Regions from separate parts of the Mus musculus genome. Here region 1 is linked to region 2. The links are chromatin contacts, called in public ChIA-PET maps. All regions are on one chromosome and are shown on one strand. The core of a region is the stretch at or near the end of the contact, and the rest is flanking DNA. Distances in the headings are between cores, read along the strand shown. Region 1 holds the start of Sumf2 (sulfatase modifying factor 2). Region 2 holds the start of Zfp11 (zinc finger protein 11).

Region 1 (4,390 bases), core at 387-2,886, 180 kb after region 2:
CTTTGTATTTAAAGTCCCTGAGGTTGACCTGATGCAGCCTGTGATCCTTTCAGAACTGAGGCAACAGGACCGCAGCCTGGATGCTGTCTTGCGCTGTAGTATAGAAAATTCTTATCTTTTGAAAAGGAAAAAAAAATATGGTCTCAATTGGCCCATGTTTTCTGTTTTAGAATTGGTAGGGTTCATAAAATATATGAAAAAAGCCTTTGGTGCTCTTGGTTATTTGCAGGTGAGCCGATGGTGGCTGCAGAGATGGGTGTGTGGGATAACTACTGTGTGAAGAAGCAGCTGCTACACTCCTGGTGAGTGTACACGATCATGGCGGCTCGCGGGCGGGCGGCAGACACAGCAGTTTGGGTTGATAGCTCATCTGTCCTCTCTTCCTCCTTTTCAGTACTGTGATCGCCACCAACATTCTCCTGGTCGACGAGATCATGCGAGCTGGGATGTCCTCTCTGAAGGGTTGAGGCCTGCCTGTGATACTACAGGATGTTGGGGGGAATGGTTATTTTTGTCCAAGCTTCAAGTGATTTGGAAAAAAATTTTCTCTTCCTGATTGGAGAAAAGAAACGGGACATTTGACACCTATTCAAATTATACTGTAAAATTTTATTTTATTTTTGCCTTGAGTATCTGAAGACACTCAAAGCAGCTCTTTTTCAACCCACTGAACAAGATGTTTTAGCTACACCGATACAAAAATTACATAAGATAAGCATGTTGTCTACCCTTGTTCCGTAAGTGTTCTTTGAAAGTTTGTAATGGTTTTCTCCTAAATAAGGCATGGTGACACATGCCTGTAAGCCTAGCCCTTTGGAAATAGTCCGGAATTTCTATGCCAACTCAGGCTACAGGAGACCCCAGGTCGAAAGAATAATTTGTTGTGGATGTATTTGAAATTATCCAGCCAACTCCCTGTTAAACATGTAAGATCCTTGCCAGTGTAAAACACATCTGGGTAATTTATGGGTTTCATAATGTCTAATAAATACTTAAAGAGTGAAGCTACTGGATCATTCACACTTGAAATGACTGAAAATGCTTCAGAAAAGCTAATAAAGCCAAGTTACTCCGTGGAGGCTGGAAGGTCAGAACTCTGCCACCCAACTTCCAGACATGGGAACACAAGAGGCTGAGAGAGTTACACATTTAACAGCCAAAAGGACGGTTGTTGAAGAATAAGGGTTTGGGTGAAACAAGATTTTTTAGGCTATTTTCTATCTTGGTTTTGCATCATACCTGTAACAGCTTATCTCTTTGGTTTTCATGTACTTGATTTTATGTGTGATACTTGGGGAGAGGGGCTGGCTCCGTATTCCACAGTGAGTGAGTGAACAGCTCAACTGAATAGAGGAAAATATCTGGGTGGAGAGTTGGCTCAGCTACGTACTACTGGTTCTCACAGACAGGCAGTTAGTGCCCAGCACCGTGGGCAACTTCTAGCCAGCTGAGACTGCAGCACATTGGACCTGCAAGGGTGTTAACATCACACAAAAGCAGTCAGATAAAATCAGAGTAGGATGGGTGTGGGCCTGTGTTCATTCATGGGCGGGCCTGACAGGCAAGCTCCCAAGGAGCGCCCTGCCATTGGTCACTGAGTCAGTGCGAGTGCGCAGGCGCGAAGAAGCGCCCGAGCAGACGCATGCGCTCTGAGTTCTGGTTCCCCAGCATGGGTTCCTTGCTCCCTCCGGTGTTGCTGCTGTGGCTCCTGTCCTGCCCCAGGCTTCAGCTAGGTCAGTGTGTGGCTCTGTGCCTATATCACCCTTATCCTTGAACACCTGAAAGTGACTGTATCCTGCGCTCTAGATGCTACCCTAACCTCGGAGGGGGTTTGCAGGGTCTCGGGCTACTTGCTGGGGCTGGCCATCATGAAACTGCACTTTTTCTTTTTTTTTTTCTTTTTTTGAAGCAGGGTCTCTTCTGGTATTCAGCCCTGTCTGGGGCGTTGGGAGTAAGGCATTCTGATTTTCCTTTTCTCCATTTCCATGTCTTGAGCTGGTGCACTCGTGTGACTCGTAGCTTTTATTTGTAGAAAGCTTTGAAAGTTAAAGATACGCTTAAGTCACATACATAGTAATCGGATACTCAAAATGTTGTTTAAATGCACCTTTTATCTCTAGTTACTTTTGGATTCAGTTTTTCTTAGGATATTTTATGTGTATGAGTGTTTTGCAACCTCGTATATAGGTGCACCACGAGGGTGTCTGGTGCCGGCGGAGGTCAGGTTGGATCCCTACAACAGAAGAAACATGGTTATAAACCACTGCTTGGGTGCTGGAGACTGAAAACGGAGCGTCTTCGAGAGCAACAGGAGCTCTTATATACTAATATCCTATTTTATTTTATACTTGAGGCAGAGGCTCAACTATGTCGCCTTGTCTGGCCTGGAACATAGACCAGGCTAACCTCAAATTCATAGAGATTCAAGCACTCTCTCAGCTAAGCTACGGCGCAGAGGCCCCTTGTTTAGGGGTTTGGTTTTTTTTTTTGGGGGGGGGTGAGGGTGGGTTATTTATTTATTTAATTATTTATTTATTTATTTTGGTATAAAGGTCTTGACTGTGTAGCCCTAGCTTGTCTTGAGCTTGTGATCTCCAGCGACAGCTTCTTTAGAATTGGGATTATAAGGCATAAAATATGGTCTTAGATTGTAGTTTGTTATGTGACAGAATCTCACTATGTAGACCAGGCTGGCCTCAAATCACAAAGATCCATCAGTTTCTGCCTCTGTATGCTGGGGCTTAGAGGTGTCCACTTTTTATGTATGTGTTTGTGTGCCGTGAGTGTACAGATACTGGCAAAGGACAGAAGATTTAACCTGGTCCTTAAAAAAAATTTAATTTTGGCTTTTAGAGACAGAGTTTCTCTGTGTATCCTTGGCTGTCCTGGACTCATTCTGTAGACCAGACAGGGCTCAAACTCAGAGAAATGCCTGCCTCTACCTTCCAAGTGCTGGGATTAAAGGGCCACCACTGCTCAACCCTAAAAATATTTTTTAAAATGTTAGTTTGTTAAATTACAATCAAACTACAGTTTATATTGCAGCTTGATATTTCATTCCCCTTTAATTTGAGATCTCCCTACTCACTCGGTTTTTTTTGCCCTCTCGGGATTATTCTTGAGATGGGTAGAATTGTATCAGAATGAGAAGAGGGTTAAATATAAGACCCTGAAAAGCAGGGTCTGGTTGCTTATACACCTTTAATCTCTTGAGAGGCAAAGGTAGGTAGATCTCTGTGACTGCCAAGCAAGGCTAGTCCATCTATATAGTGATTTCTTTTCAGGCCAGCCCAGGGTTGGAGTGGGGTGGGAGTAGGGTGACCTTGTCATCAAAAACTAAAATAAGGGAAAAAAGCAACTAATTTTAAAATGAGAAGCTAGGGTCGAGCACCACATAGCATATGTGAGACCCTGGTTTCAATTCCCTGTGACACACACATCAAGTTCTTGAGCCTGGGGCACAGTGCCACATGCCTGCAATCTTAGCATTGGTGAGGCAGAGATGGGAGGGTCCCTGGGGTGAAGGAGCTGTAGAATTGTTTGGGTTGTTTTTTTGTTTTGTTTTGTTTTGTTTTTAAATCAGAAAGATTGCCATGCAGAAAAACCCTATCTCACACAAAAATAAAAAAGTAATATGCACATAAATTATGGGTGTGATTCATTTGTACAGTGCTTGCTTAATGTGAAACCTGATTTCCATCCCCAGCATCACATGAACTGGGCCAAGTGGTACACACCTACCTGTTCCCTGTCATCAGGAAGTCAGCATCATCCTTGGATACCTAGTTCTAAGCTGGCCTGGGCTGCATGAGCCTTCATCTCAAAAATAAAACAGTAAAGTGTTCAACAGTACAAAGGGAGAGGGAAAGAAACAGCATGAAGTGTGAGTGGTGTAGTGGCTTACGTACTAATCCCAGCACTTGGGAGGCAGAGGCAAGCTGATGTCTGTGAGTTCAAGGCCAGCCTGAACTATATAGTAAGACCCTGTCTCCAAAGGTCAGAGCGGGTGGTAGAGGGAGTGTGGGTGAAAAATGTACATGTATTTGAAGTTACAGTTTCTAAATTGACCTAGCTGAGGCAAGAGAGGTATGTAAGTAATCAAGTATGGTCTGGAGAGGTGACTCGGCAGTTAAGAGCACTTGTTGTTCCTGTAGGACGAGGACCTAGGCTTGGTTCCCAGCACCCACATGGCAGCTTGCATCTGTCTTGTTCCAGATGACTCAGTGCCCTCTTCTGGCCTCTGTGGGTACCAGGCATACTCACTCACGGTAGATACACACTCATAAAATAAACATGTTTAGAAAGCAAAGAGTTGCCAGGCAATAGTGGCGCACGCCTTTAATCCCAGCACTTGGGAGTCAGAGGCAGGCAGATTTCTGAGTTCGAGGCC
Region 2 (5,026 bases), core at 1,394-3,893:
GGCAGGAGCTGATGCAAAGGCCACGAAAAAAGATGCTTACTGGCTTCCTCCTCATGGCTCACTCAACCTGCTTCCTTATAGAACCCAGGACCACCAGCCCAGGGTTGGTACTGCCCAAAGTGATCTGAGCCGCCCTTCCAAATTAATTGCTAATTATGAGAATGTCCTACAGGTGTGGCTATAGGATCTAATGGAGGCAGTTTCTCAAATGAAGTGCCCTCATCTCTGATGACTTTATCTTGTGTCAAGTCGACATAAAACTAGCCAGCACATACAATCCAACCTGGGTTAGTATGACAATGGCTGTCTTCACAATCTGAGAGACCTGAGAACCCTGCAGTTCCTTCCTCAGTTTGCAAAGCTGGATGCCTCTGCAGTCCTAACCTTGTGCTGAAAGCCTAGAGGCTTCCTGGAGATCCACTAAATGTCAGTGCATGTTGGAAGCCCAACGAAATGGGGTTCTTGTATCAGCAAAGGAATGTAGCCGCAGTGGTAACAGCAGTGAGAGACACAACAGAATAGATGAACTTATCAGCAAGACTGAACGAGCAAAAGGGAAAGCTTTCCTCTAGGACTTCCTTTGAATTGAGCTACTAACGGAAGGTACCACCCACATTTAGAATGTCTTCCCACTTCAAATAAGCTAGCCAAGAAAATTGCTCAGAACTGTGCCCAGCAGCTCATGTCTGAATTGAGTCTAAAGCCAGTTAAATTGACAACCACAATTAACCATCATACATATGGACAATTTTCACTTTGTGATAGCTGACATTTCCTGAATATGTGTAGCATTGAGAAGTTAAACTTAAAGAGACAAGAAAAAAAATGCGAAGAGTAAAATATATTTCCCTTCAGTCTCATCATGCTTAGTATAAAAAAAAACCTGCCCTGGAAAGGTCCTCAAACTAGAACTCAGAGTAATATAATTTCAGCTGCACGCTGCACGCAGATAATTGACTGATGTGTTTATTGAAACAGGGTCTTAAGATGTTACCTAGGTGGCCTGGTATTCCCTGTGAAGGCCAAGCTGGTCCTTAACTCAGTCCCTCGGGCATTATTCCAATGGCTAGAAATACAAGCGTGTACAGGTACATGCTAACATGCTGATCATTTCAGAGAACGCACAACAACAGAGTTGACCATGGTATCAGTAAACCGAAGAAGAGAGAATACTAGAAAAAGAGAGCATTTGGAATCCTTCAGGCTTTTGTTGTTGTTGTTGGAACAAACAGAGCATCCTTAAACTTCATGGAATTGGTTGGGGGGGGGGGCAGGGCACTGACCCCCCCCCCAATCTTTCATTAAAGGATCCATATATGAACTGCCAAACTTTTTGGAAACAAAGGTGATGAAAAGTCTCCCTAGACCTCAGGCAGTGAATAACTATACACACACGTGTAAGCACAGTCACAGGGTAGTAGTCATGAGGTAAAAAAGCTAGAAATCACAGGTCCCTGTACAGTCCTGAAGTGTTTCTAGTATATGCTTCCAGGAGCTATGTCAAAGCATGGACTCTCATTTATTTGCAACAACGATTAAACCCAGGACTGGGAGCTCTTACCAAAAAGCTAACCCAGCACTCAGGAGGCATCAACCAAAAAAAAAAGGAAACTTCCAGGCCAGAATGGGCTACTTGAAGAGATGTCTGTCATTAAAGAAAAAACAAAAGGGGGGAGGGGGGTCTAGGGAACATAAACACAGGGAGGGGCAGTCCTTGGGAACTATTGGCAAGGTGAGTATATGAATTTTTAAATAACGTGAAAGCTCTTGAAAAAAAAGTTAAAGCTGGCTTACTGTATGACCCATAAGTCACAATAGAGAGTAAATATACCAAGATGAGGACACAGTTATAATATTACAGTAGCCAAGATATGTAAATAAAACAGTCCCTGTATCCCTTTGGTAACCAGCCTTAAAGGCTGCAGGCTCACAGATCCGCCGAGGACAGAATCCCAGGGACCTTAACAACTCCTAATCTGGGACATGGCACCGGTAGCACCTAGTACCTGCGCTTGAGGTCAGAAGTACTGAAATCCAGTACCAAAAAAAGAAAAAAGAAAAAGAAAAAAGGCATATGTATCACCTCTGAAATCAGCCAGGGGAAAGCTCAACCCAAAGGTTTTTCGTGCTAAAGTGCCCGTGCCTAGGGAGAAGGAGTGACGTGAAAAGTTTTACTAGGATTCTAATTAATAGCTGTCCAGTGCTTTCTGCACAGACGCACGGTTCACGAACACAAAACAAGTCCTTTTGCATTGCTACCCGATGTGCACGGGGGCGGGGGGGGGCAGAAATATAAAAAGCACAAGAATTTGTTTGATACGCGGGGACAGTTTAATGTGAAGACATGGGAAATTCGTAGGAATTTACTGTCCAAGGTGCAGGCCGCTGGGGAGAAGTGGGTGCGGACCCCAGCTCAGGGCTTTTCTCGGGCAGGACCGGCACACGGGGAGTCGGGATGTCCCCAGTATCCCGCCATCGGGCTGCCAGCCTTGGGCCCTCGCCGCGAGCTGACAGATGCCCTAGAGAACTCGACCCGACCCGGGACTGGCCGCCGATCCCGCACCGCTGCATCTACAAAAACCACCTCCCTGCTCGGAGGCCGAGCCCGGACTCACCTTGTCCCGATTCCGGAACGGATCTTTTCCGCGGTGTCCCGTTCCAGAGTGTCCGGGTTCTCTGGTCTCCGGTTTCCGCAGGCTTCCGTTCCGGGGTATCTGGGTTCCCGGGTCTCCGGGTTCCGCGGTGACCCGGAGAGTGTTTGGGTTCCGAGGTGGCTAGGAATAATCCTCCCTGGGAGTCCAAGTGGTGAGGGCAACAGGCTGGCTGGCAAGAGCTGGACCGGAGGTGCAAATAGGAAACGGTCTCCAGTGATGGTGGCACCCCACCCAAAGCCCGCCAAGACAGAATGAAGTCTGTCTCCATGGTAGTTCTCAGTCTAAGGGACCTGGATGCAGACCACTTTTGGCATCCCACAGCCTTGATTAACACTGCAAGTTATCACTTCCAGGCTGAGTAGGGACAAAAATGATAGGTCTTTGCTGTATAGATTATTTTTGACAATTCTCTTAAGAATTTTGTACAATGTTTTTGTTTTGTTTTTTGTTTTTTGTTTTTTGTTTTTTGTTTTTGTTTTTGTTTTTGTTTTTTTGCATTTCCATATAGTTGCTTCAAACCCCTGTTAGATATGTATTAGATATCATGGCATGTCAGGGCAACCTGACTCCCACTTTGTTCTGGAAAGAATGCGCTGATGAATACAGAATCCTATATTGATAGTCTTTTTCTTTGACTTTAAAGAAACTTGTTGTTTGTTTGTTTGTTTGTTGTGACAGGGTTTCTCTGTGTATCTCTGGCTGTTCTGGAACTCTGTAGATCATGGCGGCTTTAAACTAAGAAATCCACCTGCCTCTGCTCCCAAGCGCTGGGATTAAAGGTGTATGCCACAACCTCTGGCTTCACTTTTAAATTTCTAATTCTGATTAGATTATTTCTGTAACTGAGATCATACTTTGCTAGATATGTGTTGATTTTGCTTATTTCTCTCTTGATTTTCAGTTAATCTTTGGATATTTCTAGTTTGACTATGGTGTATGTCTTAGCGTTACTATTGCTGTGAAACACCATGACCAAAGCAACTTGGGGAGGAAAGGGTTTGTTTTGCTTACACTTCTAGAGCACTCTTCATCACTGAAGGAAACAGGACAGGAACTCAAAAAGGGCAGGAACCTGGAGGCAGGAACTGATGCAGAGGCCATAGTGGAGTGCTGTTTACTGGCTTGCTCAGCTTACATAGAATTATTTTCAGCTTACATTGCTCAGCTTTTCCCCCAGTGGTTTCCTACAGTAGAGTACGCATGAAGAATCTTCAGTTTGGAGATGAAAGACTCACTTGCACATATGACTGAATCAAAGGGAAGATTTGGACTGTAATTCATGACACTTCATGCCAACAAACTCCTACAATCACCACCGATGAGAGTGTAAGAAGCATCCTCCATCAAGGAAGGAGATTTTTAAAGGAAATACAGTTAAAATGAACCTGCCCACGACTTCCCTGCAAAGTGTAAGCTCCTGAGAAATATTTAATGAAGGGAGGGAGTGAAATATGGGCAGGAGGTTGGGAATTCTGTAGGGGAGAGATCCTCACTCAGAGAGACAAGGTTTCTGTAGTTTTCCACCATCACATTTCTATACAAATTCCACCAAGCAGGGTCTAAGCATTCCTGCTCTTCTGGAGAGAAATCAACGGAGACATCCTTGAATGACAGCAGCTCCTGAAATTAAAAAAAAAAAAAAAAACAAAAAAAAAACAAAAAAAAAAAAACAGCATGATGACCGTGATGACCATGTGACATCAGGTGCTAGGGGTGTAGCTTTTGATGTCATCGCTCATGCTGTGATGAGTTTTCAGAGCTGTATCTGCTTCTTGGTCCTCCTCACTCCTGTAATGCTTCATCCATACTCCCCACAAGTAACCCAAATGAACTCGCTGTCTCACTACACTGAACTCAGTGAGTCCTGGAGTTGTTTCCTTGTCTGTGATTGGTACCCTGCTGGGGTGAACAAGCATCTAGTCACATTTCCACATGAAGAGTCAAACAGTGAGCTTGGGAAGAGTCGTTGAATGTCCCAGCAACAGATGATAAGATGTGCAACTGGAGTTGATCTGTGAGTGGGTTGTCCATAGAGGCCATCTCACTATGGCCACCTTGTCCCTCATGGTAGAGGATGATGCGCCTCCTTGCTGTGGCAACGGTTACATGCTCCCTGTGACGAGTGATGAGACATCCAACCAAAGGCCAGCTATCTCCTTGAGTATAGTGTTCTTGATTGGGACTCCCAGAGTGGGCACCTAACTGTATGTGGCAAGGGGCAGCATACTGTCATGATGAATTAGGTGTGCCGTGTGAACATAAGACTGCTTCAAAAGGGCGGATAAAGACTATACCGCAGTCTCTAAAAGCAGCATGAATGGAATGGGTGGCAGCCTGAGGTATCTTTCAGCAGTGTGGCCAAGAAGAAATAC

The links. ChIA-PET counts read pairs in DNA pulled down with a chosen protein or histone mark.
Region 1: an RNA polymerase II ChIA-PET map of effector CD8 T cells shows a contact between it and region 2, with 7 read pairs. The contact joins the promoter of Sumf2 here to the promoter of Zfp11 in region 2. A contact is called at or near these places in 1 of 39 promoter capture datasets (neural stem cells), 1 of 115 datasets of contacts at active chromatin or transcription factors (effector CD8 T cells) and 1 of 9 other capture datasets (pancreatic islet).

What each region holds. Positions count from the first base shown.
Region 1 is chr5:129,845,354-129,849,743 of GRCm38.p6, forward strand. Sumf2 (sulfatase modifying factor 2) reads left to right here and starts at 1,637. Exons shown (of 9, transcript NM_026445.2): 1 at 1,637-1,733. The coding sequence starts at 1,643. Cct6a (chaperonin containing Tcp1, subunit 6a (zeta)) reads left to right here. Exons shown (of 13, transcript NM_009838.2): 12 at 230-302; 13 at 395-1,090. The coding sequence ends at 467.
Region 2 is chr5:129,667,445-129,672,470 of GRCm38.p6, forward strand. Zfp11 (zinc finger protein 11) reads right to left here and starts at 2,644. Exons shown (of 3, transcript NM_172462.4): 1 at 2,616-2,644.